Linked DNA regions of Zea mays: regions 2, 3 and 4 are each linked to region 1. The links are chromatin contacts, called in public Hi-C maps. All regions are on one chromosome and are shown on one strand. Each heading gives the region's core, a stretch centred on a gene start, on an enhancer-like site or on the middle of the called end of the contact. The rest is flanking DNA. Distances are from core to core; before and after follow the strand shown. Region 1 holds the start of LOC100282542 (40S ribosomal protein S10). Region 2 holds the start of LOC103646447 (subtilisin-like protease SBT1.7). Region 3 holds the start of LOC103646450 (nicotinate phosphoribosyltransferase 2). Region 4 holds the start of LOC103646449 (probable receptor-like protein kinase At1g49730).

The links. Hi-C and Micro-C count contacts between places; a contact is called where the count stands out from the background.
Region 2: a contact with region 1 is called in a Hi-C map of root tip, with 4 times the contacts expected there. The contact joins the promoter of LOC103646447 here to the promoter of LOC100282542 in region 1. A contact is called at or near these places in 10 of 25 Hi-C or Micro-C datasets (bundle sheath, ear, endosperm and 4 more).
Region 3: a Hi-C map of leaf shows a contact between it and region 1, with 6 times the contacts expected there. The contact joins the promoter of LOC103646450 here to the promoter of LOC100282542 in region 1. A contact is called at or near these places in 2 of 25 Hi-C or Micro-C datasets (ear and leaf).
Region 4: a Hi-C map of tassel shows a contact between it and region 1, with 5 times the contacts expected there. The contact joins the promoter of LOC103646449 here to the promoter of LOC100282542 in region 1. A contact is called at or near these places in 7 of 25 Hi-C or Micro-C datasets (ear, endosperm, leaf and 2 more).

What each region holds. Positions count from the first base shown.
Region 1 is chr2:53,379,301-53,386,345 of Zm-B73-REFERENCE-NAM-5.0, reverse strand. LOC100282542 (40S ribosomal protein S10) reads left to right here and starts at 3,157. Exons shown (of 5, transcript NM_001371870.1): 1 at 3,157-3,232; 2 at 3,332-3,380; 3 at 3,749-4,031; 4 at 5,386-5,518; 5 at 6,482-6,697. The coding sequence starts at 3,230. The coding sequence ends at 6,559. LOC100274438 reads left to right here. Exons shown (of 7, transcript NM_001148797.1): 2 at 37-141; 3 at 251-373; 4 at 456-626; 5 at 713-842; 6 at 928-1,137; 7 at 1,688-2,099. The coding sequence ends at 1,822.
Region 2 is chr2:53,173,377-53,180,421 of Zm-B73-REFERENCE-NAM-5.0, reverse strand. It overlaps LOC103646447 (subtilisin-like protease SBT1.7), which reads left to right and starts at 3,484. Exons shown (of 1, transcript XM_008671183.4): 1 at 3,484-7,045. The coding sequence starts at 4,735.
Region 3 is chr2:53,564,448-53,571,492 of Zm-B73-REFERENCE-NAM-5.0, reverse strand. It overlaps LOC103646450 (nicotinate phosphoribosyltransferase 2), which reads left to right and starts at 3,311. Exons shown (of 16, transcript XM_008671185.2): 1 at 3,311-3,711; 2 at 4,542-4,739; 3 at 6,782-6,926. The coding sequence starts at 3,536.
Region 4 is chr2:53,226,684-53,233,728 of Zm-B73-REFERENCE-NAM-5.0, reverse strand. It overlaps LOC103646449 (probable receptor-like protein kinase At1g49730), which reads left to right and starts at 4,365. Exons shown (of 9, transcript XM_020548298.2): 1 at 4,365-4,862; 2 at 6,075-6,623. The coding sequence starts at 4,721.

The DNA.
Region 1 (7,045 bases), core at 1,908-4,407:
TTGGTTTTGATAAACTTTGGCGCTATGTTCTATCAGGGGGCAGGCAGAACGGGAATTCAAGGTTGAGGTGGAAGCTATCGGGCGAGTGCGACACAAGAACCTTGTTCGGTTGTTAGGATACTGCGCTGAAGGCAACCAAAGGTATCTTCTTGTATGGACAATAGCTTTAGCTTATATTGTGAAATTATAGAACCAAGGAGTTTGTAGCTTTATCATAAATTTCATTGTATATGGTTCTTTTCCATTCCAGGATGCTTGTGTATGAGTACGTTAATAATGGAAACTTGGAGCAATGGCTCCATGGGGATGTTGGCCCTGTGAGCCCTCTTACATGGGATATCAGAATGAAGATTATTCTGGGAACAGCAAAAGGGTATGCACTTTGCTGACTTATTACTGTAGTCTTGTTTTTTTGCTGTCACTATCTGCTTACATTATTTTACCTAATTGTGAAGGTTAATGTATTTGCACGAGGGACTTGAGCCAAAGGTTGTTCACCGTGATGTCAAGTCGAGCAATATTCTTCTTGACAAGCATTGGAATGCAAAGCTTTCTGATTTTGGGCTAGCGAAACTTTTGGGTTCAGAAAGGAGTTATGTCACAACCAGGGTCATGGGGACGTTTGGGTTAGACATCAACGCTGCTTATAAGATTAGGATCCTCCAAGATAAACAAGTTTGTGGTGGCTTATTTTAAATTTTGTTGCTTGCAGGTATGTTGCACCAGAGTATGCGGGCACTGGCATGTTGAATGAAACTAGCGATGTCTATAGTTTCGGAATTCTTATCATGGAAATAATATCTGGCCGTGTACCTGTTGATTACAACAGGCCGCCAGGGGAGGTTAGTAATGGCAGTACCTCCTTGCATTCGCTGAATAATGAACGTGAGAAGTGCATATATGAACTTTGTGGAGCAATCTTTTCAGATTAATCTAGTTGAGTGGCTGAAGACGATGGTCAGCAACAGAAATTCTGAGGGGGTTTTGGATCCAAAGATGACTGAGAAGCCTACTTCTAGGGCATTGAAGAAGGCTTTGCTAGTGGCTCTGCGGTGCGTAGACCCTGAAGCTCGCAAGAGGCCAAAGATTGGGCATGTCATTCACATGCTTGAGGTTGACGATTTCCCGTACAGAGATGTAAGTTAAGATGGCATGTGCACACTTTTGAGTACCCATTGTCTCAGTATGTTAATTTGTTTTGACTTTATTGCCCATAAATCTTGTTGTCCACCAACTCTGAAGCAAGAAGGTTATCATGATGAACACTTCGTTTCGCAATCGTTGTTTACATTTGGAATAGCTGGGTAACACCTTTATTTACTTGTTATAGTCAAGTATCCCTACAACTACAGGTGACTGTTACAATATGCACTGAATTGGTTATCGTTATCACAGTTCCCAGACTCCCATGGGGGCAACTGACTAGAGGACTGTGCTCTCATTAACCCTTTGTAGATTAGCTTGGAGGGCCTGCCCCCATTCTTCATTTTTTTCACTGTTTTCACAACATATGAGTTAGATATCAATCTGATTTGCCTGGTCGTTTTTGCTGTCACCTTCAAATCCTGCAAGAGCTGTCAGCTCGTTCTTTCTTCAAACAATTTCAACGATCATGATAAGGAGTAATATAGTAACATTTTCCCCATATTTTAGACTAAGATTGCTAACATTTTGCTGCTCTCCCCAGGAGCGCCGGGGTGGCAAAGCTCCAGCCCAAGCAAGATCGGTGGAAACGCCACCTGCAAGCGAACCTGGCGATAGCAGCGGAAACAACACTCCAAAGGACGCACCGAATGGAGAACCTTTCAAGTGGAGAAACTAAGAGGACTAGCTTGGCTAGCCACCAGGAAAACGGTGGTTGCGCTTGAGTTTGTGCCTGATAAAGAAGCTGGATATGGTTGGTTGGTTGGTTGGTCGGGCATGCAAACTCCACAAGCACCAGTGTCGGTCGTCGTCGTCGTGACAGTATCTGTACATTGTTGAATCGATATGTTAGCCATAGCGATTTTTTTCCAGTTGGTTTTCTTGGGGCCGTATATTTATGCGAAGGATGATTTTGTGTGATAAAGGCGCGCGCGCTCGTGTGTATTCCTGAGGCGAAAAAAAGACTGAGCATTGCTATAGCTGAAACCGTTCCAGTAGGATTGGCCGATGACCTCCAAACCTTGCTGCCTGTTTGTTGTGCCATCCGCCTGGGTATATAGCCTCGGTTTCTGATGTCATATTCGTACCGTATGTTGATTTAGGGTCTGTTTGGTTAGGCTGTGGCTGTGAAAAAAGTTGCTGTGGGCTGTGAGCTGTGAAAAAAGCTGCTGTAGGCTGTGAGCTGTTAAAAAGCTAAAAACCGTTTGGTGGAAACAACTAAAAGTCATTAAAAATTCTTCGATATATGTTTTCACAGTTCCATCCGAAAAGCCACTAAAAGCAGGTCCAGGGGTGCTTTCAGATTTGCACTACAAGAAAGCCGGCTTTTAGAAAAAGCTGCTTTCTGGATCCAGCCCTTTGGTTAGCTTTTGACTTTTAGGGGGGCAAAAGTCAAAGCCAAAAGTCAAACCAAACACACCCTTATTATACAGTCATAGTCGTAGCAGTGTGACTGCTCAGCTGTTCAGGCTGGATGCTTTCAAGTACAGTGCAGCTTGTGCCATGGATTGGAATGCTGTTGGGGGTGCGTCCTCCGCTCTCCTGCTCGCGAGGGCCTGGTTGTTAGGCTTGCAGTTGCAGCTGCCGTTGTTTTGCACAAAAAAGAGGACTGCACCTGCCCGGTCAGGTATTTCACAGAAGTGTCGGTGATGCTGTGTTCGGGTAGAGATGGCCGATGAAGGCAGGCAGCCATGCGGGCAGATGGATGGAGACTGATGATGGTCTTCCAGACTGAAATTCGGCTGCACCCTGCAAGTCCTGGGTCCACCTGGAGATGAGACGACGGCAGGCAAGCAAGGACCGAGAGCGAGAGGAGCTGGCCCCGACGACGATGAGTGGAATAATATCAGCCTCCACGGGCCCGGTGGAATCGCTGTCCAAACACGCGCCTGAAAGGCCCCGCTTCTATTTTTGACGCTTATACCCTCGCTCTGCTCATCGAACCAAACCCTACACCGCGGCGACAGGTATAAAAGACATCTCCCGACCCGTGCCCTACTCGCCGCCGCCACCGCCACCGCCACCTACGCAACACCAGACGCTCCAGCAGTCCAGCACTCGGAGCTCGCGCGCCCGACGGCCCACCATGGTAAGCGAGTACGCGCGAGGCTCAATACGCTGCTGCTCCTCGGCTTTCGCCTGTTCTGCTGCCGGTGTTAATATCGCACCTGTTTTTCTTCAACCGCAGATCATCCCCAAGAAGAACCGCAATGAGATCTGCAAGTACCTCTTCAAGGGTATGCGATTATTCGTCCGCTAAACTCGCAGTAGGGTAACTTGCGTTGGTTGGTTGTTTCGCTTTCTAGGAGGGGACGTCTTCAAACTGTTTCCTTATTACTAGGATAGCACTAGTGTATTATGTTGAGTTCACTTTTTGGTCTAGTTTTAGCATCTCACAAACTTACGAGTTACGAGCAGATATATTATAGGCTTGACACAGCGAACTTGTGAAATAGTTTTGCACTCCAAATTTGTGTGCCCCCTAAACTATGGAATTGAACACAGGTTCTATGTATATCCATCACCGAGAATTGAAAGCATGGTCTGATGTGATGTGTGCTATGTTCATACGGTTTCTGTTAGTTTGATGTGTTTGCTGCTGCAGAGGGCGTGCTGTATGCCAAGAAGGACTACAACCTGGCGAAGCACCCACAGATTGATGTGCCCAACCTCCAGGTGATCAAGCTCATGCAGAGCTTCAAGTCCAAGGAGTATGTCAGAGAGACCTTCTCCTGGCAGTACTACTACTGGTACCTCACCAACGATGGCATTGAGCACCTACGCAACTACCTGAACCTCCCGTCTGAGATCGTGCCTGCCACGCTCAAGAAGTCTGCCAGGCCACTGGGCCGTCCATTTGGCTCTGGCCCTCCTGGTGACCGCCCAAGGTAAAGCCTAAATTCTTGAGCGTACTTAACAAATGTGTTTAGTAATGATTTCACATGTTTGTTTCTCATGTCTGGTGATGATTTCAGATGTATACTACAGTCAAGTCTGAAGTAGTTTTTTGTGCACTTCTGATCTTTTGATGATAGGGCTAACTTTATCTAGTAAATTACTTCTTGATGGTGCTTGTTTTGCATTTTCCAATGTGTTTTGGTGCAATCAGTGGTGGATCTGAGGAACTTTTGTGACCAAGGCCAATATTCTAAACGTCCAACACCGGATCACATACTAATAGACAACAAAAGTAATGTACTTATATATCATTATTAGGAGGAAATTTAGATGGATCCATATATAGTTTAATATTGTACTTCAATTCTAACCCCAAAGTCAACAACAAACTGATGAGTTCATGAAGACATAAAAGTGATTAAAAAAAGCCTAGATGATGCTGATATTATTCATCATCACATCATTTCATTTATTTGTATTTGGCTTCGTGAGCTTGCATTGGCTGTATAATTGGTGTAGGAACCAAAGTGAAAGTAGTCAATGCCATCTCTCTACTGTAAGCCAAGTAATTTTTTTTTTATGTTTGCTGTTGGCTGCAAAATTCAAAAATCACATAAATGAAGATTGAGGGATTAGATAATTGGAACAAGGAACAACCTGCTGCTGGTGTGATCTGTGATGTGCGCAGTGGGCAGCTGTGTATTGTGCCTCTGCTTATTTGCTTTGCCTTTTGCACAGTACCAGCCAGCTAGCGTGTGCACTACAGAGCAGTGCCAGCGAGACTGTTAGGAGACTAGGATTTAGCCTCGTTCCTAGGCTCACAGACACAGTCACACGCAGCAGGCGAGGGAGAGGAGAAGCATGTGAAACATCATTTGTGCAACCAAAAAAATAATGGGATTGCTCTAGTTTTTTCCTTAACGCCTAGGGCTATGGCTTTACTGGCCCTAGCTTTGTATCCGCTACTGGGTGCGATGCAACATATTTGTACTACTGTAGCTCGAGGATATTAGTGTTAGAGCCTTTTACATGTGCGCCCTTATGAAGCTGGTTGATGCATGAGTAAATAAAGAATACATGTTTATTAAAGAATAGCGGCATTGTTTTACTTATTTTAAATTGATATTTGGTTTGACAAAATCTTCTCTAGGGTGACACATTTTGTTAGTAAGGATATCCTTGCAAAGAAGTCAACCTAATTTTATGCAAGATCATATTTTGTGTGCTTTTAACAATGTGTTTTTACTGAGGAATATATTAAAGCTAACCAGTTATGTATGGATTGTTAAGTTTTTAATTGTTGATGCTATTATTTAATCTTCTCTTTGCTTGTAATGTATGTAGGGGCCCTGGTCGTTTTGAAGACAGACCAAGGTTTGGAGACAGGGATGAGTACCGTGGTGGCCCTCGTGGTGCTCCCGGTGACTTTGGTGGCGATAAGAGTGGAGCTCCTGCTGAGTTCCAGCCATCTTTCAGGGTAAGCATATTTGTGTTTTAATGCCATGTTCTTATTTTCTTACTTTTTAGCATACCGAGTTGAAATTCCACCTGCAATTGTTCATGTGTTGTGCATATAGACTCACATCATGCAGCTTGAAGTGAAACTGGCAGTGTGAAACATCAGAGTGCAATCTAAGGGGTGGGCAAGCACAATGTTAGGATTGAAATGAATAGTTAAAAGTATTTTTTTGAAGTCATTTTCCTAGATTTGCTGATAGTTAGAAATCTTGAATGCACTTTGGATGAGACACCATTCTATCATGCTCCAACTCAGTCTTTTATAGTAGTAACCATTATACTACTTTAAAAGGTGGACTTGGTGGTGATTGTCTGTTTGATCTCCTGCCATCCCTCCATTGAAGCTAGACATTTGAAGCAAGTCTCTCTTTGAGGTGTCAACAACAACAACGATAGCTGTTCTAGATGCAGTTCTATTCAATGCTAAACATATTCCATCCTTTCAAATCTTATCTTACTGCCTCTTTTCATATCAATTTTTTCCTTTCCCTGTCTCTCTTCCAATTGCAATGTTGCTATCATGCCTGGATCCAACTAGGCACAGGTGTGCCTCTAGATGTCTCCGATGGACATGTCCAAAACATCTCAACCAGTGTTTCCTCTCTATGTTGCTATTAGATATATCATCGTTGTGGACTTGATCCCTTGTATGGCCGCACCCTCCTGTATTTAGTCACAAAGATTTGAATAATATCGTCATATCATGTTAATTTACAAACAGAAAGCAGAGGGACAATGCACAGTTATTAGCCTAGGCTGATAATACTGCAACTGTGCTGTGTGCCTCTTGAAATTTTCTTGTAGGAGAGGACATCTAAAATTTTCCTGGGAGATCGAAAAATTCTATTTTATTGTTTACCCACTTGTCATGTACTGTATTTCAGACTTGCTGACGTATATTTGTGCACCTACAATATTGCAGAGTTCTGGCGCAAGGCCTGGCTTTGGCCGTGGTGGTGGCAGCGGCTTTGGCGCTGGCCCGACCTCTTCCATGGAGTGAACAGTGAAGCTGCCCTTAGTTTGGACATGATGTTTCCCCTCCCGTGAGGCGTTTAATTTTGAAGGACGGTTATTATGTACTAGTAATGTTTTCCGGATCGGCTAGTGCTGACATGCAAAAAAAATGTTCCATATTTATACATTGGTTCCAGTATAGTAGTCTTTGCAAAACGTTTGGATTTTCAAGTAAGTACGTTTTCGCTAATTTACGAGTAATCAGTCCTCCGTATGGTGGTTGACTGGTCTGAAGGGTTGGTGATGCTATTTTGTTCTTTTGTTGTTTCTAGTTGTTTGCCTGTTTCCGTTTGGAGCCATGCGTAAAGAACGGTAGCAAATCTAATCGTTAAAGTACGTGGTACTCCATCCCATTCCAATTCATATTAGGCACCGTTTGGACATAAAATTATTTCTTTTATTTTTGTCTTATTTAGTTTCTTGGGACTAAAATAGGAACTAATCTGTTTTAGTCTCTAGTCTTTTAAGGGAT
Region 2 (7,045 bases), core at 2,235-4,734, 210 kb after region 1:
GCAGGTACACGGCGTGTGTTTTGCGGAGACGGATGCGGAGGCTGCTGGAGAGCGAAATAGTGACTCAGAGCGTGTATAATGCGGATGCGGAGTGGGATAGGGAGTGTTGCTGGAGTTGGTCTAAGGGAAGTCATATCGTGATTTTCCCCTATTGCCGGATGCGGAGAAAGGAGGGCCAACTCCGACAGACGCGAGTAGCAAGATAGAGAGAAAGTCCCTCCATTTTTTTTGGTTTGATGTTTTCTAGTCTAAATTTGCACTATCCAACGTTATAAAAACAAATGGAGATAGTAGAAAATATGTTTTTATGATTGAAAATCCACTTAACGTGTATCAGTTTTGACACGCAAAGTCTAATTTTTGTCCCTCTTCACTTATACTTTGATTTTTATGGGACAAAATAGTATCTTTAATGTATCCTTTATGCATAAAACTTATTGGTCTAAACCAATTTATTTATTTGTTGGCACATTTTTGTAGTGTCAGTAGTCCACATTTCGCGTTGGGGGGCACATATGATTTCTTCCAACACATTTTGCAGGGCCATATATCTTTCGTTGGTCCCTCGTCACTTCGTCAGACCGTGTCATCGTGCGCGCGCCCTGGGCCCTGGCCAGTCGCGCCCAGCCCATCCGACCCGCCACCCGCAGTTGGCCCGTCATGCACCTCCGGGCTCCAGCCCTCCACGCTCTGCTCCCAGAGACTCAGGTGCCTGCCCCATCACAAGGCCACACCTATTGCCAGCATCGCTGCAAATTATATACGGAGACAAGAAATCGAGGAAGAGAGAAAGTGCCGGGGATAGAAGAGATGACGAAATTTAAGAAGCGTTTGGATGAATGCCTAACTTGTCATAATTTATCATATCTAAAGTTAGTCAGATTTAATCGAGGATCTATTTGGTTCAATTTTCTAAAAATATAATTCTAACTATAAGTTGTGAAAAAAGCTACTACGTGTTGATGATTGTGAAAAAACTAAAATATATTTGGTTTAAACAACTCTCAACTATAGATTCTGCGAGACCATGATAGCTTTGTAATAAGGATGACTAGAATTTAGAAAATCTAAGATAGGAGGTGACTCTAAATTGAACTAGCAGAATCTATAGTTTTTTAGGAAACCTATTCTGATTAATCCTAGACAGATGTAATAGAAAATATATGACAATCTTGATAATATAGCAGCTACTTAGGTTTTGGAGTTGGGACTACCCTAATACACAACTTTTCTCCTTTTGGTCTTTTTCCCTCTCTACATAAAGAAAGAATAAACATCTTTTTCTATGCTAGGAACATAAGGTTACGAACACTTTTCTTGTGACAGTTTGGTAGTTCCGTTCTTTAAACTGGGCCCAGATAGAGGGACAATGTTGGGCTAGGCTTATAACCTTTTTTTTTCTCTTCATATCCTTTCATTCTCTTTTTTCCAACTTCTTAGCATCTTAAAGATTTGTCTTTTGGATAAAGGAAACCTCTATCAAAACCAAGACAACTACATGGAGCCATTGAGGCATAACCACGACACATGCTTCCCAATCTTTGATTTTTTTTTTTTTGGTCTTGGTTTGTAAAAGTTGTCCTGGACCATATAACCTGAGAGTTGGAAGTAAGCATCAAACTTTGCTTTAGAGCGCATACGCATGAAGCGCACAGTTTGTTATTAATATACTACCTCCGTTTTTTTAGTTGTCGCTGGATAGTTCAATTTTGCACTATCCAGCGACAACTAAAACGAAACCGAGGGAGTATTTGCTTAATCTTTAGATAAGGTCTATAGAAACAAGAGCGGCCAACCCTGACCCTTTTTTTCATTTTTTTAATCGTTGGTGGTGGCCTTGTGTCCACAGCAAGCAAAAGCCGCACGCTTGACACACACCAACCGCGCTAAGAGTTAGTAATCGACCTAAGCAGAGCATCATCGCCACCCTTCACCTTTGCATCATGCTGCCGTGCCGGCCTCCTCGCTTCATAATCACACACCAATGATCAGTAATCGCCACTGGAAAAAAAAAAGAGAGAGAGAGAGGCTTTGCCAGGACAGTTGCCACCCTTTACAACCAATGCTACTATGGTGCCGTATCAAATAGCTCCGTGAATCATTTGTTCACATCGCGAGTCGAGAACCGAACACCATCCATATAGGTCATCTTCACTCTCCCGCCTTCTATTTTAAACTTCACTCTATAAACAATAAACTCTATTATGCAAAAGAGTGTTTTGTACCGGCGTGTACAAGTTCCGAGTCCCGACGGAGTCAGCCTAAACAGTGATACCAATCTCCTGTACTTGTGTCCAGCTGCATGTATGGAGCTATCTCGCAATTACGAGTGCACTGTGCCGTATACGCAGTGAGTTCACAGGAAGCGAAGTTTGGAGTAACCGAACTGTGGAACAGTGCGATGGCAGGTTTATATATATATATATATATATATATATATATATATATATATATATATATATATATATATATATATATATATATATATATATATATATATATATATATATATAGGCACACACACATACACATACTGATTTGATTTGGAGCTCACAGGCAGCAAGCAACCGATCGATCCCTGATGATCTGTACAGTGCCGGGCTGTTGGTTGATGTGTTGCCATGCCATCGTCGTCAGGAATTAGAATCTGTTACGCTAGAAACTCGGGATCGATGAATGTGCGTGCGACCGCGCTGCGCTGTTCCGCCTGGAATCTTTGCCCTACTCACCAAAGTTTCAGTTCAGACAGACATGTAGTAGTAACTAATTGTTCAGAAACCCAGAGCAAGGAAAAGAAAGGAAAGAAAGATCGACGGCCTCAAAAAAAAAACTGCCTCTAAATTCCGGGCCGCGTCGTCGTCAGTGGTTGCAGAGTTCGTTACGCGAGAAGAGTAAATTGAATGGAGAATGCAACCCGGAATCGGAGCCCGTCACCACGCGAGCCGGCGAGAGAGAGAGAGCTCAGAACTGAAGCAAGGACGACGCGGTCGTCACGCTGCACTGTTCCAGGCCCCAGAGGTCTCACTCACTCAGTCACCGGTCGCTCTCAGTGCTCGCTGCCCGCCTATATATCTAATTATCTATCATCCAGTCCAGTCCGGCGGCGAGAAGGCGGCCGGCGGTGGTGGAGCACAAGGCCGGAGAAAAGGAGCACATCATGAAAGGAAGGGAAGGCAGCTATGACCGCAGCACGTACCGAACACCATCCCTCCAATCCCTGAATGCATGCCATGATGCCAGCCTGCAGCCTGAGTGAGTGCACGCAGCACCCACAGGCCACAGTAGGCAGCACAGCACTGCATGACTGCGCTGTTGTTTTCCATGCTCTGCTGTTCCTGCCTGTTGCGCAGCGGTTCCACGCGATCGTATCAACAGGAAACAGATAGCACGTCCATACCCAAATGGCGCCCCCGCTTCTTTCTTTCCTGCATCTCTTTGAGGTGGCGATAAGTCGATAACGGCAGTTGGCTCAGCAGGACAGGACAGCAGCTTGGCTTGAAAGTGGAAAGCACTAGTCTGCAATTGCGTAACGAACTGACTGGCGAGTAAACAAGGTGTGTGTGTGTGTGTGTGTTAGCAAGCACTGTAAAGGCAGGAGAATAAGAGCGGCGCTGCCGTGGGCGGAAAGCAAGTCTGGCGACATGGACGCGCACCAGACGCCGATTACATATATATAGTTTACATATGCACAGTACATTGCTTTCGTGAAAGGCTAATGGCACTGTACAATGATTGCAACGTCAACAGACATGCAGGCCACCCATGGGGCCGTTCCTGACTTTTCAGGGACCCAATACGAAATCCGATATTGAGGTCCTACCCACACACAAATATATATAATTATATATATATATATATATTATCAAATATTTGACATATAAAAATTATTATGCACTATTTTGAAGTTTATAAGATAACAAATGTAAAATATAGCAAAAAACACTTGTTATCTGATATTATTAAAAATATCTTCTAACATTTTGTGATACAAAGTCATCTTTTATATCATTGAGATCAATCTGATCCAACAACTTTTTTCCGATATATAAAATCGTCAAGCCATTTAACATCTTTTGAGTTATTGTTGACCAAAAATAGTTAAAAAACATTTCAATTTTTAAAAGCTTCTCTCTGCCGAAGCAACCATCATATGTATAGTTTATAATACTCTCCCTATATCAAAATAGAATTTGTTTTGCTTCTTTAGTGGATTCATCATCATCAATATAAACATAAAAATCAAGAACTAAAACAAATACTATTTTGAAACGGATGAAGTATTCGATAAGTAATTGAGACAGTTTAAAAATATAAGCGAGACTAGTCGATAACTCGATAGCGCATCACTTCTTTACGTATTTGTGCCTATAATAGATGTGTTCAATAGAAAAAATGCTACCATACAATAGCTGGGGGCCTGTATTTTTTTGGGCCCGTGCGGCCGCACCCTCTGCACCCCACGGCCACAGGTACGGCCCTGGCCACCCATGGCCGCCATGGGATCCATTATATAATGTGTGTGTGTTTGTACTATCCACTGCACCGGCGAGACGCGACGGCGAGTGCTCTCCACTTGTAGCATCCACTCACTCAACTCTCCACTCCGCTGATGATGATGCATAAGAAGCGGCAGCTCTGAGCCCAAGCGTCGATTCAGCTCAGCGCGCAGCTCACTTCATCCGGCGTCGATTCAGCTCAGCGTACCAGTTGGGGCTGCCTCTGACGCCCGCGATCATGTTTCCCGCCGCGCCGTTCGGGGCCATCAGCCTCTTGCTGCTGGCGTGCGCCGCTGCGGCTGCGGCGGCGGACGGTGAGCGTCGACCGTACATCGTCCGCATGGACGCGGAGAAGATGCCGGCGCCGTTCGTGGAGCACGAGGGGTGGTACCGCTCGGTGCTGTCGTCGCTGCCGTCCGGCGCGGCGCCGCCGGTTCACCTGTACACGTACACGCACGTCATGCACGGGTTTAGCGCGGTGCTCAACTCGCGGCAGCTGGAGGAGCTCAAGGGCGTGGACGGGCACGTGGCCGCGTTCCCGGAGACGTACGGCCGGCTGCACACCACGCACACGCCGGCGTTCCTCGGGCTGGTGAGTGGCGGCTCGGGCGTCTGGCCGGCGTCCAAGTACGGCGACGGCGTCATCATCGGGATCGTCGACACGGGCGTCTGGCCCGAGAGCGAGAGCTTCAGCGACGCCGGCATGGGCCCCGTCCCGGCGGGGTGGAAGGGCGCGTGCGAGGCCGGCCAGGCGTTCAGGGCCTCCGCGTGCAACCGGAAGCTCATCGGGGCGCGCTCTTTCAGCAAGGGCCTCAAGCAGCGCGGCATCACGGTCTCGCCCGACGACTACGACTCGCCGCGGGACTACTACGGCCACGGCTCGCACACGTCGTCCACGGCGGCCGGCGCCGCCGTCGGCGGCGCGAGCTACTTCGGCTACGCCAACGGCACGGCCACCGGCATCGCCCCGAAGGCCAGGGTGGCCATGTACAAGGCCGTGTTCTCGGGAGACACGCTGGAGTCCGCGTCCACCGACGTGCTGGCCGCCATGGACCAGGCCATCGCCGACGGCGTCCACGTGATGTCGTTGTCTCTGGGGTTCCCCGAGACGTCCTACGACACCAATGTGATAGCCATTGGGGCCTTCGCCGCCATGCGGAAGGGCATCTTCGTCGCGTGCTCGGCCGGGAACGACGGCTCCGACGGGTACACCATCATGAACGGCGCGCCCTGGATCACGACCGTCGGCGCCGCGAGCATCGACAGGGACTTCACCGCGACCGTCACGCTCGGCAGCGGCGCGGCCGTCCAGGGCAAGTCGGTGTACCCGCTGAGCACGCCGACCGTCAGCGCGAGCCTCTACTACGGCCATGGCAACAGGAGCAAGCAGAGGTGCGAGTACTCCAGCCTGAGAAGCAAGGACGTGAGGGGGAAGTACGTGCTGTGCACCGGCGGCCCGAGCACCGAGATCGAGCAGCAGATGGACGAGGTGCAGAGCAACGGCGGCCTCGGCGCCATCATCGCGAGCGACATGAAGGAGTTCCTCCAGCCGACGGAGTACACCATGCCGCTGGTGCTGGTCACCCAGCCGGACGGCGCGGCCATCGCCAAGTACGCGACGACGGCGGCAGGGTCAGCCAGAGCCGGAGGAGGGGCGCCCAGGGCGAGCATCCGGTTCGGCGGCACGGCGCTCGGCGTCAAGCCGGCGCCGACCGTGTCCTACTTCTCCGCCCGCGGGCCGGGCCTGATCAGCCCGACGATCCTGAAGCCGGACATCGTCGCGCCGGGGGTGGACATCCTCGCGGCGTGGGTGCCCAACAAGGAGATCATGGAGCTCGGAAGGCAGAAGCTCTACACCAAGTACGCGCTCGTGTCCGGGACGTCCATGTCGTCGCCGCACGCCGCCGGCGTGGCCGCCCTCCTGCGGTCGGTGCACCCTGACTGGAGCCCGGCGGCCATCAGGTCCGCCATGATGACGACGGCGTACGTGAAGGACAGCGCCAGCAACGTCATCGTCAGCATGCCGAGCGGGTCACCGGGAACGCCGCTGGACTTCGGCAGCGGCCACGTCAGCCCCAACGAGGCCGTGGACCCTGGCCTCGTGTACGACGCGGCGGCCGACGACTACGTCGACTTGCTGTGCGCCCTACGCTACAGCGGCAGCCAGATATCCACCATCACCGGGCGGCCGAACCCCAGCTGCGCCGGAGCAAACCTGGACCTGAACTACCCGTCCTTCACGATCATCCTCAACAGGACCAACTCGGCCACGCACACGTTCAAGAGGGTACTCACAAACGTCGCGGCCGCACCGGCTAAGTACAGTGTGTCCGTGACGGCGCCGGCAGGGATGAAGGTGACGGTTTCGCCGACGGCGCTGTCCTTCGGCGGCAAGGGCAGCAAGCAGCCGTTCACAGTCACGGTGCAGGTCAGCAAGGTGAAAAGGAACTCAAATGACTACAACTACGCTGGGAACTATGGGTTCCTGAGCTGGAACGAAGTTGGAGGCAAGCATGTTGTCAGGAGCCCGATAGTCTCTGCATTTGCCC
Region 3 (7,045 bases), core at 2,062-4,561, 180 kb before region 1:
TCATATGAGTTTTTACACTCAAATCACATGAGTGTGTTCAACTCACACCGCATGAGTTGAACCTATCACAACATCAATTATGAGATTATACCAAATCTCATGCATCATTTAAATATTACTCAAAAGCAAATCATCTAACAAAGTGGTCTTCTCTTAGAAAAAGAAGTGTTGTTACATGATTAGTCCAAATCACGATTTACACAACTAACCACTGTTATCATGTCAGATGGAAGATTGAAGTACACTTCGTATCTTAGCTTTCATGAGTAGTATGCATCTATTGGGATTTCATATACAAGATTAGATGCCTGGGCATACAACACTATATTACATATAGTGTAATGACAAAAGAGATTGTCATATTCATTGCCCTTCCCTTTTTAATGTGCTTATATATTTGCTTTCAAGCAAAATATATGAATACAAAGTGTTAGTCTACAACTTAATGTAGACACATACTCATAAGTCCACAAGTCTTATGATTTTCTTTGCTATTCATTTTGCGCTTGCACATCAAGCCGCAAAAGCACATAAGTTCTTATCATAAGAACCATAAGAGAATGAGAGCATCACACTTCCTCCAAAGTGAAGAAGTGAATTCCCATATTATGCAAAAATGATCTTGATATCCAATGAACATTGAGGATAATTAAGCCCAGTAGGCGAGTTCATCAAACTCTATTAAATAATTATCCTCCAAATTGATTAACCATTTTCTGATGTTGTAATATGCCGCAAAATATATCATATCTTTATATGTTGGAGAACTCTAGGTATCACATAAAGTGTACCAAAAGATTTTTGGAAATGGGTGTACACAACGTAGATAATCTCCATGTAATGAAACAATGGAGTAGATCTCTCAGTAGTGGGCAAAACTTTTGCTGCCTGAAAGCATGGTCTCTGGGCTGATATATTCAAAAAAACATACCGCAACCAATGCTTAGGACTCCACTACCCTGTGCTTGACCAAAATTTCAAAAATGAAATGGAAATCACCATAAAGGTGATTAACCAACATCACATCTCCAACATATCTACTTGGGAGAACACATAGGTAATCATCATCGACATATGATGTAGACCTCTTACTGATGGGCAAATAACCTTTTGCTGTCTAAAAGCTTGGTCTCAGGGCAAATAAATTCCAAGAACTTATTGCAGCCAAAGCCTAGATCTCCATCATGTGTTGAAATAATCCCAAGTTCAAGATATGTATCATATTTTGAAAGAATTCATCATTTAATTAAGTAGAACTTAATTAAAAGAATTCTTGTAGCAGTCAGCATGACTGCAGCGTCCAGCCTGGCTCCATAGCCCGCGACGCCTGCATGGTCCGTGATCTTTTTGGGTAGCACGTATAGGTAATCATCTCAAAAGATGTAGACCTCATAGTGATAGGCATTTCAAATGCGGCCTAAAGCACGGTCTCTGGGCTACTAAATTCTATAAAGAATTTAGCGCAGCCAATGCTTAGGACTCCATCACCCTATGCTTTCACCCATAAACTGCAACCTCATGTTGCATGTAGACCATTCAGTTTCGACTTATTATATGTGCTATGTTTTCCATGCAATCATAAAGAATGCAAAAACAAAGCAAGTCGAAAATATGTGAATATAAATGTAAAAATAATATAATTTACTATCAAATCTGTATTTTTTATAATAAAAACAGACAAGTATGTACAATTACATATCTCATCAGAAGTCTAAATATTCAAATTTAGATTCTCAACACTGAGTGAAAGTAATTGAACAGAAAATAAATAAAAATAAAAATAGTCGGGCGCTCGTGGCCCATCTATGGCTGAAACCGGCCCATGAACCGGCATATAAAATCAACCGTTAGGGTTAAAACCCTAACCGTCCATCACCATGGACAGGGACGGCCGCCGCCTCCTCCGGCGGCGCGGACCCGGCCGGGCGCTTGGGCACGTGTTCCGGTGGCGCGTGCACGGCCCAGGCTGGGGCGCGCACAGCGGGCGCAACCGCGGTGGCTGTACGGGCAGCCTTGCGCGCGGGCGCGACCCCTATGCCTCGGCTCGCCGGCAGGCGGCCCGGCCAGTTGCGGCGGTTGCCAGGGCGCGAGCGCGGGAGCGGCTGCCCAACCACGACGCGCGGGCATGGCAGCGCGCGACGAGGTTGCCCGGCGCGGGCGCCACGCGAGTACGGCCTCGGCACGGCGGCCCAGCCCCAACGGCGCCAGGTCGGGCGCGGTGGCCCCGGCTCGCGGTCCCGGGCAGCGCGGCCCTGGCTGCACAGGCGCGGCCCCCTGGCGGCACGCCGGCGCGTCCCCGGCTGCACAGGCGCGACCCCTCCGCTCGGCACGGGCGCAGAGGCCCGGTGCGAGCGCGCTGCTCGGCCGTGGGAGGCTCGGCCAGGCGGGCGGGTGCGCGCGGGCCCGGTCAGGCGAGCGGCCTCCAACGGCGGCGCGCGGCCCCTTGTGGTTCAGGCACAACGGCCGCGGTCCCAGCCCTGGCGGCTCAGGGCGTCGTCCCCGGCCCCGGCGCAAGATCTGGCGCGGCGGACTCGTGTGGCCCCTGCGTGGCTTCGCGCGGGCGAGCGCACGGCCTCAGCGCGAGGGCGCGCGGCCTCGGCCAGGGCACTTCCGGCCAAGCGCAGACCCAGCGCGGCCTCCGGCCAGGAGCGGGCCCTGCCCGTTCGTGAGGTGCAATCTGGCAAGCGTTAATTGCCTCTGCAGTCCGCGTAGCCACAACCAGGCAATGTCCATCATGCAATTTGTGTAGAAATTGAAAGAACGACAGTGCCAAAAGAACACATCAGAAAAGGGTAATAACATCCTACTTTTCTCTGGATGAGCGTAAACCAGTACGCGCGCCATGATCCTTACAGAAAGCGCTGCGTCGGTGACGCGTAGGGCAGTTCTTCATTTTCCCTTCATCTCTCGCTTCTCTGATCGAGTGGTGCTGATAACGTGTTATAATATACTCAGTGGTAAATGAGAATTGAGAGAGACAAATGACAGTAGTAGTTCTTTATTGCAGAGAATCTGGTTTATATACATGTGAATACAGTGTCTTCCAAGGGGTGTGTCCCTTGGGAGAAAACTGTCAGGGGGAGAGGGTTGATCACATGACAATACTTTGTAACACATACTACTACTATTTGATAGGGATCCTTTGGTTTAGGGAGACTAATTTTTAATCTACCCACTTTATTCTATTTTAATTCTTAATTATTAACTAAATTAGAGTTTTAGTTTTAATTTAGAACCTAAAATAAAATAAAATAAATTAGTTTCTATAAATCAAACATCCATACCGTACGTACCGCCCAGATCCCGGCCAAGCTCACAAATTCCATTCGGGCCCCTGCCTTCTCCGCCTCCACCCGCCTCATTCCGTCATTCGGGTCTCCAGCAGTCCAGCTGTTTCCGCTCCCGCCTCCTCCTGTCCTCCTTCCGGGTTCCGGCGCAGCCTCTCTCGCCCCGTCCAGGACGCAAGCGTACCCTAGGCGGAGCCACCTTCCACTCTTCCAGAAATCTCTCTCCGGAGGCCGGAGGGGAGGCCAGGATGGCAGCACCAGCGACGTCGGGGCCGCCCGCGAGCGCCAACGGCTCCCTCGCGGGGGTGGCCGCGGCGGTGGGAGCGCCCACTAACCCCATGGCGACGGCGATGCTCACCGATCAATACCAGTTCTCTATGGCCTACGCGTACTGGAAGGCCGGGAAGCACGCCGACCGAGCCGTGTGAGCGCCCTCTCCCTGTCCCCGCTTCGTTGCTGTGCCCGTGCGCAATTTGTTCAGCGGTGCCGGTTGGATTGGATTGGATCGGGAGGTTGTGATCTGTCGACTGTCGTGAGGGTGGTGGGCGGGAGTCGGGACGGTTTGTCCGTGCCGTGTTAGGTTTTGAGGGATGGGGCTTTCAGGGCCATGTATTGGATTGGAGCTCGGTCCCTCCCTGCCGCAATTCCCTTGTTGCTGTTCTGTTGCTAGTGCTGTGCTCTCGTTTTTGGTTCTGATCAATGTGCTGGGAGCGTTAGTTCTCGTAGGATCGGTTATTTGGTATTGCTGATTTTCCCTCTTATTGTTTTCCCACCACTGTGGGCTAAGACGGTGTGTTTTTTTACATCGTGGACCATTGATTGTTCAGAGTATTTTATTTTATTTTCGATCTGGTGCTCTGGTTTTGCTTTCGGAATCCTTTTCGTGTCTAGTTAGATTTTTCTCTTGCCCCAGCAGTGATATTTTAAGCAGTGGCTGTCAGGATTTAAATCTACCTACGGCGAAACTTCCAAAATTTGAAATTACAAATATAACGAGCACAATAAACATGTCCATACAAATATGCTAAACTAAAAAAACAATTTCTGATGACGTACCTTATAAACAATTCAGTGCATAATCTGATAAATCATGTGACAAACAACTAAACTAGTAGAAAGAATTATTGGATGCAATTTTATTTTTCCTTCTTCCCCGTCATGGCCCAAGAGAAGAACATGAGATTGATCTAATCGTTGAACTGCTGAACCGTTGGCAAGATGGCAACGCCTTATACGATACCTTTTTTTTACCAGAACTCTAAAAGCCCATGAGCCACGTAAAGCAGGAACTACACACCCTCAGCTGCCAGGTAGGCTTGCATGTTTTTGTTCAGCACCGACCGGAGGTATTCTCGCCGTATCTCAGCTGTGGCGAGCGCCAGACCTCACTCACCACTGCATGGATCCGCCACTGATTTCAAACATATCTTCGTCTCGACATCTACAGTTGATGTATGTCAATATGCATTCTCTATTGCTAATACAATGTTGCCGATGTAAAAACTGAGCAAGTGGGATGCCACCTTTAGTATTTTGATTTGTGCTGTACTGTGTTCAAACCGGGCTTTCATTTTCATTGCTCAACCTTGTATTTCTCCGCTGAGCCCTTTCCATTGTGCAATTTTAATTGCTCCTTGTCGATGTTGATATTTATCTGTTTTTATTTGTTTGGAGTGGACGATGCATTCATTTGGGATTATCGTGCTCTTCTTAGAGGTATATTCTGCATTTGGTGTTAATTTATCCTAAGTTGGCTTTAGGAGCCAAACCTTTTTTTCCTAGTTCTAATTGTATCTCTTGGATATTTTTCACAATTTGCATATGACATGACACATGAGTATTATTATGATGTAATTCAGAAGGTACGTGGACATTTGAATAGACAAACAGATGAATGACATTTACTGCTTGAGTAAACAAACAAGTCAATCAATTCATCTCTGGGTTTTATATTTATTTGCTTTGGCCATCCAAGGTTTGAAATGTGTACAATCACAAACGTATGCAAGAAAGCAACTTTGACTTAAAATAGTTGCATATTTTAGTTGCAGAAAACTCCTTTTTTTAGAAAAAAACAAGGTGATATCATCATATGTGTGTTGGCTGCTAGTTCAGGAACAGGGGAGTTTTTATGGGGGAAAAGCTATAATTGTGTCATTCAAAGAATATTCTAGGAAGGTACCTTGAAACTACCCTGGGCTGTTTTATATATTGCTCGTACAGCATGACAGTGCAAAACTTCTTGGTCGATACTGAGGTAAACAAGAACTTTGTGTGAAGCGATCTTCTCTATGTCTTGGAATGTAACCCTAGTTCTTAATGGTCATATGTGCCCCATACCCTTAAGTTCATATGGATAGAACTTCCTTGTATGCATTGTATTAAAACGTTGTTTGTCCACAGTATTAAAATATTTGTCGGCTTCTCATAAAGCAACGGTTTTTAATTTACCTCAGCAGCTCCCTAGATTGCACCAGAGATGCCTCCACGTGACTCCAAATAAAGTATGCCAATGTTAAAATATTTTTTATCTCAAATTTAGGAAAATGTAATGCAAGTGGCATTATGGAAAGTTAATGGTAGGCCTTGGTATTGTTAGAGTCGAGGAAAAATGGCAACTTGTGTATTTCATAGGGCCTAAAGGGCAAAAGTACTACTAGAGTGACTTGGAGCTTTTTTTGACAAGGGGATTCCCCATTTATATTACTTTCATAATAGAAATACAACACAGAGACAGGGTAGCAGAACAAAGAACTACTAGAGTTCGACATATCAAGATGCAGGTGAACAACATCACGGCAAGGGGGGAAACGACGCCTACTGGATTATTACACAAAGTTTTCTTCCAGATAGGCACGCAGGCCTGATTCAGGACACTCCCAGACATCCCAGATTTTTTTTTCAAAAACACAGGAGAGCTGCGTATCATTATATTAAGAAGAATAGGTGAGGCAAGAAGAAAACCTCATACAACTTTACACAGACCCACATACACTAGATTATAGGTAGAAATACCGCAATATAAACAGCTAGACCCGTGACCATGGAGACCCTAAAATAAAGATTACCGGAATTGACTTGGAGCTTATGGTCATTGAATTTCAATCTCTCAGCAAATTTTCAAAACCATGCATCTATAATGAATTCAGACAATTGGTGAAAAAAGGTTCAAGAATTTCTAATCCTTGGAACTCACAAAATAATCTTTGTCATTTCATGGGAAGTTGGGAACTGACTACTTAGTAGCAATTTGAATGTCCATCCAATGCAACCCATCTTGTTGCATTTTAGTCTTATTACGACCAAGAAAACATTTCTGCCTGTTGTCTGCTTCCTCATGCAAGTTCTAGTCCTCCATAAACCTTTCAGTGAATCTAGTTTCAAGCCTTCTGATTGAGTTTCAGTGGATACAATCTGTCTATGGATAGAAATAATGTATCACACGTAATAGCTTTGTCAACTTAATTCTGACTTGAATCCTTTTTCTTTCACAGGTTTGACCTGTACTTTAGGAAAAATCCATTTGGTGGGGAGTTCACTGTTTTTGCTGGCCTTGAGGAGTGCATCAAATTTATGGCGAATTTTAAGTTCACAGAACATGACATTTCTTTCCTGCAATCAGTCATGCCAACATGTGCGGTATCACCTCATCCATACATGAGTAGCCTCTTTCTTCCCATGATTCTGAGATAGGTTGTTAGGTTTGCTGAAAATAATGCCTTTTAGTCACCAAGGCCAATTAGCATGAACTAGAAAGA
Region 4 (7,045 bases), core at 3,116-5,615, 150 kb after region 1:
GGACGGGGCAGCTCCGCTCGAAGGGGCCATCCACTCCGGCTGCGAGTCACCGGAGAGAGGGCGAAGCAAACCCTCAGCAACAAGGGCCTCCAGGTCATCCGCCGTGATGGTGGAGAAAGGCCATGGGTCGCGCGGCGAAATAATGGTCGCCCGGTCAGCCATCACCAAGCAGAAGAGGTGGCGGCGGAGAGGACGAGGTGCACGGTTTCCTTTCTCTGGCTATTCCCTCGGGTTGCGAAAACCTAAGTGGGAGGCGAGCAGCAGAGTAGAAAACCGCCACCGGTCCCTCTCTCGAATATATGAAGGCCAAGGCAAGACCCGTTCAACACTTCGCCTGAACCCGCCGCGAGATTCAAAACTCAAAGCAAGACGCCCGTTCCTCGAACTGCTCGCGCACGCGCAACGGCTGCCCCGCGAACCACTCGTCCCGTCGCATTAACTCTGCGGCAGGACAGGCGGCACCTTTGGCAGGAGAAGCAGGCGACGCTTCGCTTCCGCCATAATGACCGCGTCAAAAAAGGTGCGCCACGTCGTTCGATTTCATATCCTTTCCGTTTTCCTCTTTCTCTCTCTTACAACAGGGACCGGGAAAGGGGATATCCCGAAAGGGATCCTTCTCCGCGAAGGAAGCGGGCCCCGAGCCCCCCTACTGATCAGAGGTTCGAAGGCTAGCCCCTCGGAAGGGTTCAACAGCCGCCTCAGAGCGCTAAGGCTCCGCGCCCACTACTGGTCAGAGGTTCGAAGGCCGGCCCCTCGGAAGGGTTCAACGGCCGCCTCAGGCCACTCGGGCTCCGCGCCCACTACTGATCAGGGGTTCGTAGGCTGGCCCCCGAAGGGTTCGACAGCCGCCTCAGACGCAGAGCGAGGGATGACCCTGGGTACGTTCGATACATAACCAAGGCTCGGGCTACGCTCCTGAGGTACCCTAGGACATTTCCGAGACCAACGGGAACGATTTTGTAACGGAATCCCATCAGAGGGAGGCATCGAGCCCTCGGACCCCGTCAAAAGGGGACCGGGTCCGGCAAATCACCCGCAGGTACTTTTGGAGCGCGCCTCCGGGCCACTAGCCGACCCCTAACAAATGGGGCACGGGCGTCCACTCGGATTACCCGTTAGCAACTCACTGGAGACACCATGTTCGGCGCCCTCCGAGGGCAACATGGCGCTTCCCCCCTCCTTGCAGAAAGGCGACGCAGGGGCGTATGTAAAAAAGTCGAGTCTGTCCTTGACCGTCCTCTCGCTTTATGCGGAGGCTCGGGGGCTGCTCTCGCAAACCCGACTCCGGCCAAACCATTGACAACGTCAACATACCAGCCCGAGAACTTGGGACTCGACTGTGCACCCGGGCTACGACCAGTTCGCATGAGGGAACAACCAGACCGACCGAAGCATCACGAAACGCATTAAGACCTCGAAAGAGTCAAACCACTCCTCCGAGGCCTCGGGGGCTACACCCGGCGGGTGCGCTCGCGCGCACCCATCGGAACGAAACGCAACCGAGAAAGGCCGGTCCCCTTGCAAAAAACCGCGACAAAAGCCTCCAAGCGAGTATTAACACTCCCTTTGAGGCTCGGGGGCTACTGTCGAGGACCATAATTAGGGGTACCCCCAAGACTCCTAATCTCAACTGGTAACCCCCATCAGCACAAAGCTGCAAAGGCCTGATGGGTGTGATTAAGTCAAGGCTCGGTCCACTCAAGGGACTCGATCTCGCCTCGCCCGAGCCCAGCCTCGGGCAAGGGCAGCCGACCCCGGAGGATTCACGTCTCGCCCGAGGGCCCCCTCAAGCAACGGACACACCTTCGGCTCGTTCGAGGCCCAGTCTTCGCCAAGAAGCAACCTTGGCCAGATCGCCACACCAACCGACCGTATCGCAGAAGCATTTAATGCAAGGAAGGCCTGACACCTTATCCTGACGCGCGCCCCTCAGTCGACAGAGCCGAAGTGACCGCAGTCACTTCGCCGCTCCACTGACCGACCTGACAAGAGGACAACGCCGCCTGCGTCGCTCCGACTGCTGTGCCGCTCGACAGAGTGAGGCTGACAGCAGCCAAGTCCGGCATCGGGCGCCATAGGAAGCTCCGCCTCGCCCGACCCCAGGGCTCGGCCTCGGCCTCGGCCCTGGAAGACGACGAACTCCGCCCGACCCCAGGGCTCGGACTCGGCCTCGGCCCCGGAAGATGACGAACTCCGCCTCGCCCGACCCCAGGGCTCGGCCTCGGCCTCGGCCCCGGAAGACGACGAACTCCGCCTCGCCCGACCCCAGGGCTCGGACTCGGCCTCGGCCCCGGAAGACGACGAACTTCGCCTCGCCCGACCCCAGGGCTCGGACTCAGCCCTGGCCTCAGCCGACGGTCTCCGCCTCGCCCGACCCAGGGGCTCGGACTCGACCTCGACCTCGGAAGACAGACTCGACCTCGACCTCGGAGGAGCCTCCGCCTCGCCCGACCGAGGGCTCGGACCGACCACGTCACAGGAGGGGCCATCATTACCCTACCCCTAGCTAGCTCTGGCTACGGGGAACAAGACCGGCGTCCCATCTGGCTCGCCCTGGTAAACAAATAATGATGGCGCCCCACGTGCTCCATGACGACGGCGGCCCTCAACCCCTTACAGAAGCAAGGAGACATCAGCAAGGACTCGACAGCCCCGACAGCTGTCCTTCCGCAAGGCTCCAACGCTCCTCCGACGGCCACGACATCACATGAACAGGGTGCCAAAACCTCTCCAGCTGCCACGACGGTATGTACTTAGGGCGCTAGCTCCTCTCTGCTAGACACGTTAGCACACTGCTAAATCTCCTATTGTACACCTGGGCCCTCTCCTTACGCCTATAAAAGGAAGGCCCAGGGCACTCGTACAGAGGGTTGGTCGCGCGGGGAGGACGAGACGGCGCGTATAGGCCTCTCGCTCCCTCCCACGAGGACGCTTGTAACCCCCTACTGCAAGCGCACCCGACCTGGGCGCGGGACAACACGAAGGCCGCGGGTTTCCCCTTTTACGCCTGTCTCCCTCTAGCTTCCCCCCTCCGTGCTCCGTCTCGCGCCGACCCATCTGGGCTGGGGCACGCGGCGACAATTTACTCGTCGGTCTAGGGACCCCCCGGGGTCGAAACGCCGACAATATAGAATGGACAATGTTACATGCAAGGTGATGCATTATTGCAATGACAAAGGTAGCATGTCTAACCACGACCATTGTGTAGTACATGGTACCATCCATGTAGCCACACCTAAATGTGTTAGTGCTTTTACAAGCATTATAATAAATTACAAACAACTATACAATTTACCAACATGTTATAATTAACGGTGTGGTACATCTGTGTTGTTTGGCCACGACAAAGGGACTGATGTGTAGACATGTCCAAACGGGTGGGCCGTGCCAGCCCGGCACGGGCCCGCCTTCGGCCCATCACGTTTCGGCCCGTTAGGTTGACGGGCCGTGCCGGGCTGGACCACCATGCCACATCCCAGGCCCAAGCACGGCCCACACATAGCTGTGCCAGGTCGGGCCGGCCCGCAGCCCGTTAAGGCCCGTCGTGCTTTGACCGGGGTGGGAAGAAAAATAAGTAAAAAAAAGAATAAAAACAAGCTTTGCTAGGATTCAAACCCTAGTTGAAGGGTTTAAAATGCCTAGCTACACCACTCTAGCCAACTAAACCAAACTTATTTTGTATTTAAATTATTAAAGTTGCTTCTAATATACAAAGAAATGCACTGGAAAATAAAAAAATAATCGGGCCGTGCTCGGGCCGGCACGACGTGCCACGGCAGCGGCCCAAGCCTGACCCGAATAACGGGGCGTGCTGGCCCGAGCCCGTCAACCACCGTGTCGTGTTCATAACGGGCCAAAAACGTGCCGTGCACGGACCGTCCAACGGGCACGGCCCTGTTGGACATCTCTACTGGTGTGGCCAAATGGATCATTTTTTAAAACAAAATGACTATCGTCATTTCTAGAAATAACTTTAAAAATATTAAAAATAAAAAAAACCCGACTATGTAGGGAGTTATCTTTGTTACCCTAGAACCCACACGAGAAAAATGATCTCCCCAGTGGCACTGTGGGCGCGACCGTACGCGCGGCAGCTTTCCGTACGAACAAACGCGAGCCGATACCGATAGGCGATAGTCGCCACCGCCAAACTGAACGGCAAAGTCCGTGGCCCGCCCGTCAGTGGCTCTGAGCAACCCGTCCCCATCCCCCTCTCCTAGACGACGAACACAGTAGCAGTAGGCCGTCGCCCGAGAGGGCCGTCGGGTCAGCGGCTCTCGAGCCCTTGACGAGACACGAGATGCCCCAGCGGCGTCGCGACGGCTGGGCGATGGCCGAATCCTCGAGCGCGGCGCCGCGCGCGTCTGCTGCTGGCACTGTAGGTATCTGTATGTATGGGCCGGTCCACGCCACGTGCGAGACCCATTTACCCACAGGCGGCAGGGCGCGTATCCCTCTATCCCACTGCGCGCCCGTGAGCCCAACCCAACCATGAGTCCACGACCACGACCACTCCTGTAGTCTAGATGAAAAGGGAGGGCCTGCCGCCTGCGCGGCTGCGCCCGGCACGCGCAAAGCGAAAAAGCGCCGGCGAGCAAAGGAGAGCGAGGGAATCGGGTTGGCGTCGGGTGGGCAGCCTGGCATCCCATTCCTGCCTTCCTCCCCGAAGAGCCGGACGGACTTCGTTTTCTCCCCCCTCACCCACACTGCCACTGACTGCATGCTCTCCGATTCCGCTCCCGCGGTCCCGACCCCGCCTCCTCCTTCGTCGGGCTCGATGCGGCGGCGCCTCGCGCCGGTGCTTCTTCTCGCCGCCGCGCTGCTGCTGGCGGCGCGCCCGTGGCCAGCGGTGATCGCAGCAGGTAAGCACCCGCCGATGCCACTCGAACCGCCGGGTTCTCCTTCCCTTCTTCCTTTCCCGCGCCTTTATATTATCTGGCAGGCAGTTCCCAGTGCTAGCGCCAGTGTCACGCGTTTCTCACCGGTGATCGCTGGGTTTCGGAGCCTGATAAGGTGGGTGGCGGCGGCGACTGTGCTCGCGGCTGGAATCGGAAGCGCACTCGACTCGACACTTCCCTAAACCAGTGCTTCCATTCTGTTCTGCTCTTTGCTTCTGTGCCTTGGTGGTGATTCGTTGAGTCCATGAAACCTATTTCCCCCCACTTTTGCTGGAGATTTAGGTGACGGTTCTGCATTTCGTCCAGATTAGTTCTCGTTCCCCCAGAGCTGCATTTTTTATGAGTATGCTATGGTATTTTTCTTCCTCCTGAGAGACTGAGGGTTTGAGGCGTTGTCACCTCGCTAGGGAGTGGGGGATAATGCCAGAAGTTGTTCGCGGCCGCCGCATGTGTCGTCTGCCACAGGGGGACCTCGCATCGCTAGCACTTGAGTCCTCGCGCCACCCGCCATCAATTCGCTTACCTAATGGGTTTTTTTTTTGGTACTGCGCCGGGTTAAACAGTTACCGGTATGCCTTTCGGGCCTTGATGCCTCTCTCGCCCTTGCTTTTGTAGCCGTTGGATTTTGCTGTCAGCAGAACCCCCGTCCTGTCATTCGGCGTTACTGAATCACTAATCTGTTTGACTTCACCTCACCTGTTGTTTTCACGTGGGTTGTTCAGACTTGTCACCTGTGCTCTACAATACTGCTGAATATCTTGAAATGTATTCATACACGCTTATCCGTAGGTAACATTCAATATTTGGTATAGCACGTCCGATAGTCCGATGTGAAATCGGGGCATTGGATTTGGAATTTATTGCATGTTCTGTTGGGCCTGTATGTATGGTGTATCTACCTTGTACTGGTCCTGCGATCTGAGGCATTCACTCCAGTTTCTGTTTTGTAAGATGCAATTCGGGTCATGAACAGGAAGAGCCAACTGCACGGCTTCATTGCAGATTTTGTTCTTTCTGTGTAATATATTCCCCAGTTTCAGTTAATATGTGGAGTATTAAGATGGTCTTCAAAAGTCATCTATGATTCCCCCCCCCCCCCCCCCCCCCCCCCTACTTTCTTGTATCTATACATTTGCAGCACCATTCAATATTCGTAATCGTTCTTCCATCGTGCAGATTGTCCTTTGGATTTGAGTTGGCCCAACTACGGACTGATAGCTTCCGTGTGCTCGGACCAAAATGGACACTCAAAGTGTTGCCGCTACATCAATGCTGTTCTTGCGGTCTCGTCTGCCATGTATGCAAACACAACAGGCACTCTTGGGGTTCCGGCTCAATTTTCTGATTCCTGCATTGCCAATATCTCTGATACATTGGTGTCAAAGGGGATACTGCCTACTGCCGCTTCGTTTTGTGGTCTTGGGATCAAAATTCAAGTGTCCTATCAGTGTGATGGGATGACCACCATCCTTGAGATGTTGCAGTCTCCGAATTTCATTGATATCACAAGAAGCTGTGCAACTACACTTTCAGATGATATCACCTGCAAGAGGTGCTTAAACTCTGGTCTGTCGTACCTCCGCCATCTTGTCGGGGAACAAGATAATGTCACCTTGAATACCTGCCGTGATGCTGCTTTTGTTGCACTTGTGAGTCAAGGGAATATATCTACCGTTGATACAGCTGGTTGCTTTTTTAGTGTTCAGGGGCTTAGTGCTCTTCAAGGTTTGCATATTTGATAAATCAATTTGCCTCCCTTTTCTGTAGAATGGCTAGTGTCATTAAAAAATTGTGGTAAAAAATTCTTTTAGATTCTGTAACCTCTCTCTCTCTCTGATATATGACTTCTCTTTTAATTAAGTGGATCATATAATGTAACCTTTAACACATAAAGTGTGGCACCTCATTTCCCCCATCACTTGATGCTAGTAAATTGAACAAATGCAAAATGATTGTTGTGGATATTTCTTCTGGCTCAAACAAACTTATCATACCAAATGATTGCTCTGAATTCTATGAAGCAAGTTTATCCATGATAGTTTCCTGTATACATATTCAACATTAGGTATGCGTCTTAATCTAAAGATTCATAATAAGCATATATTAGTATCAATGTTAATTTAGCTCTTATTGTAATAGTTAAGCAT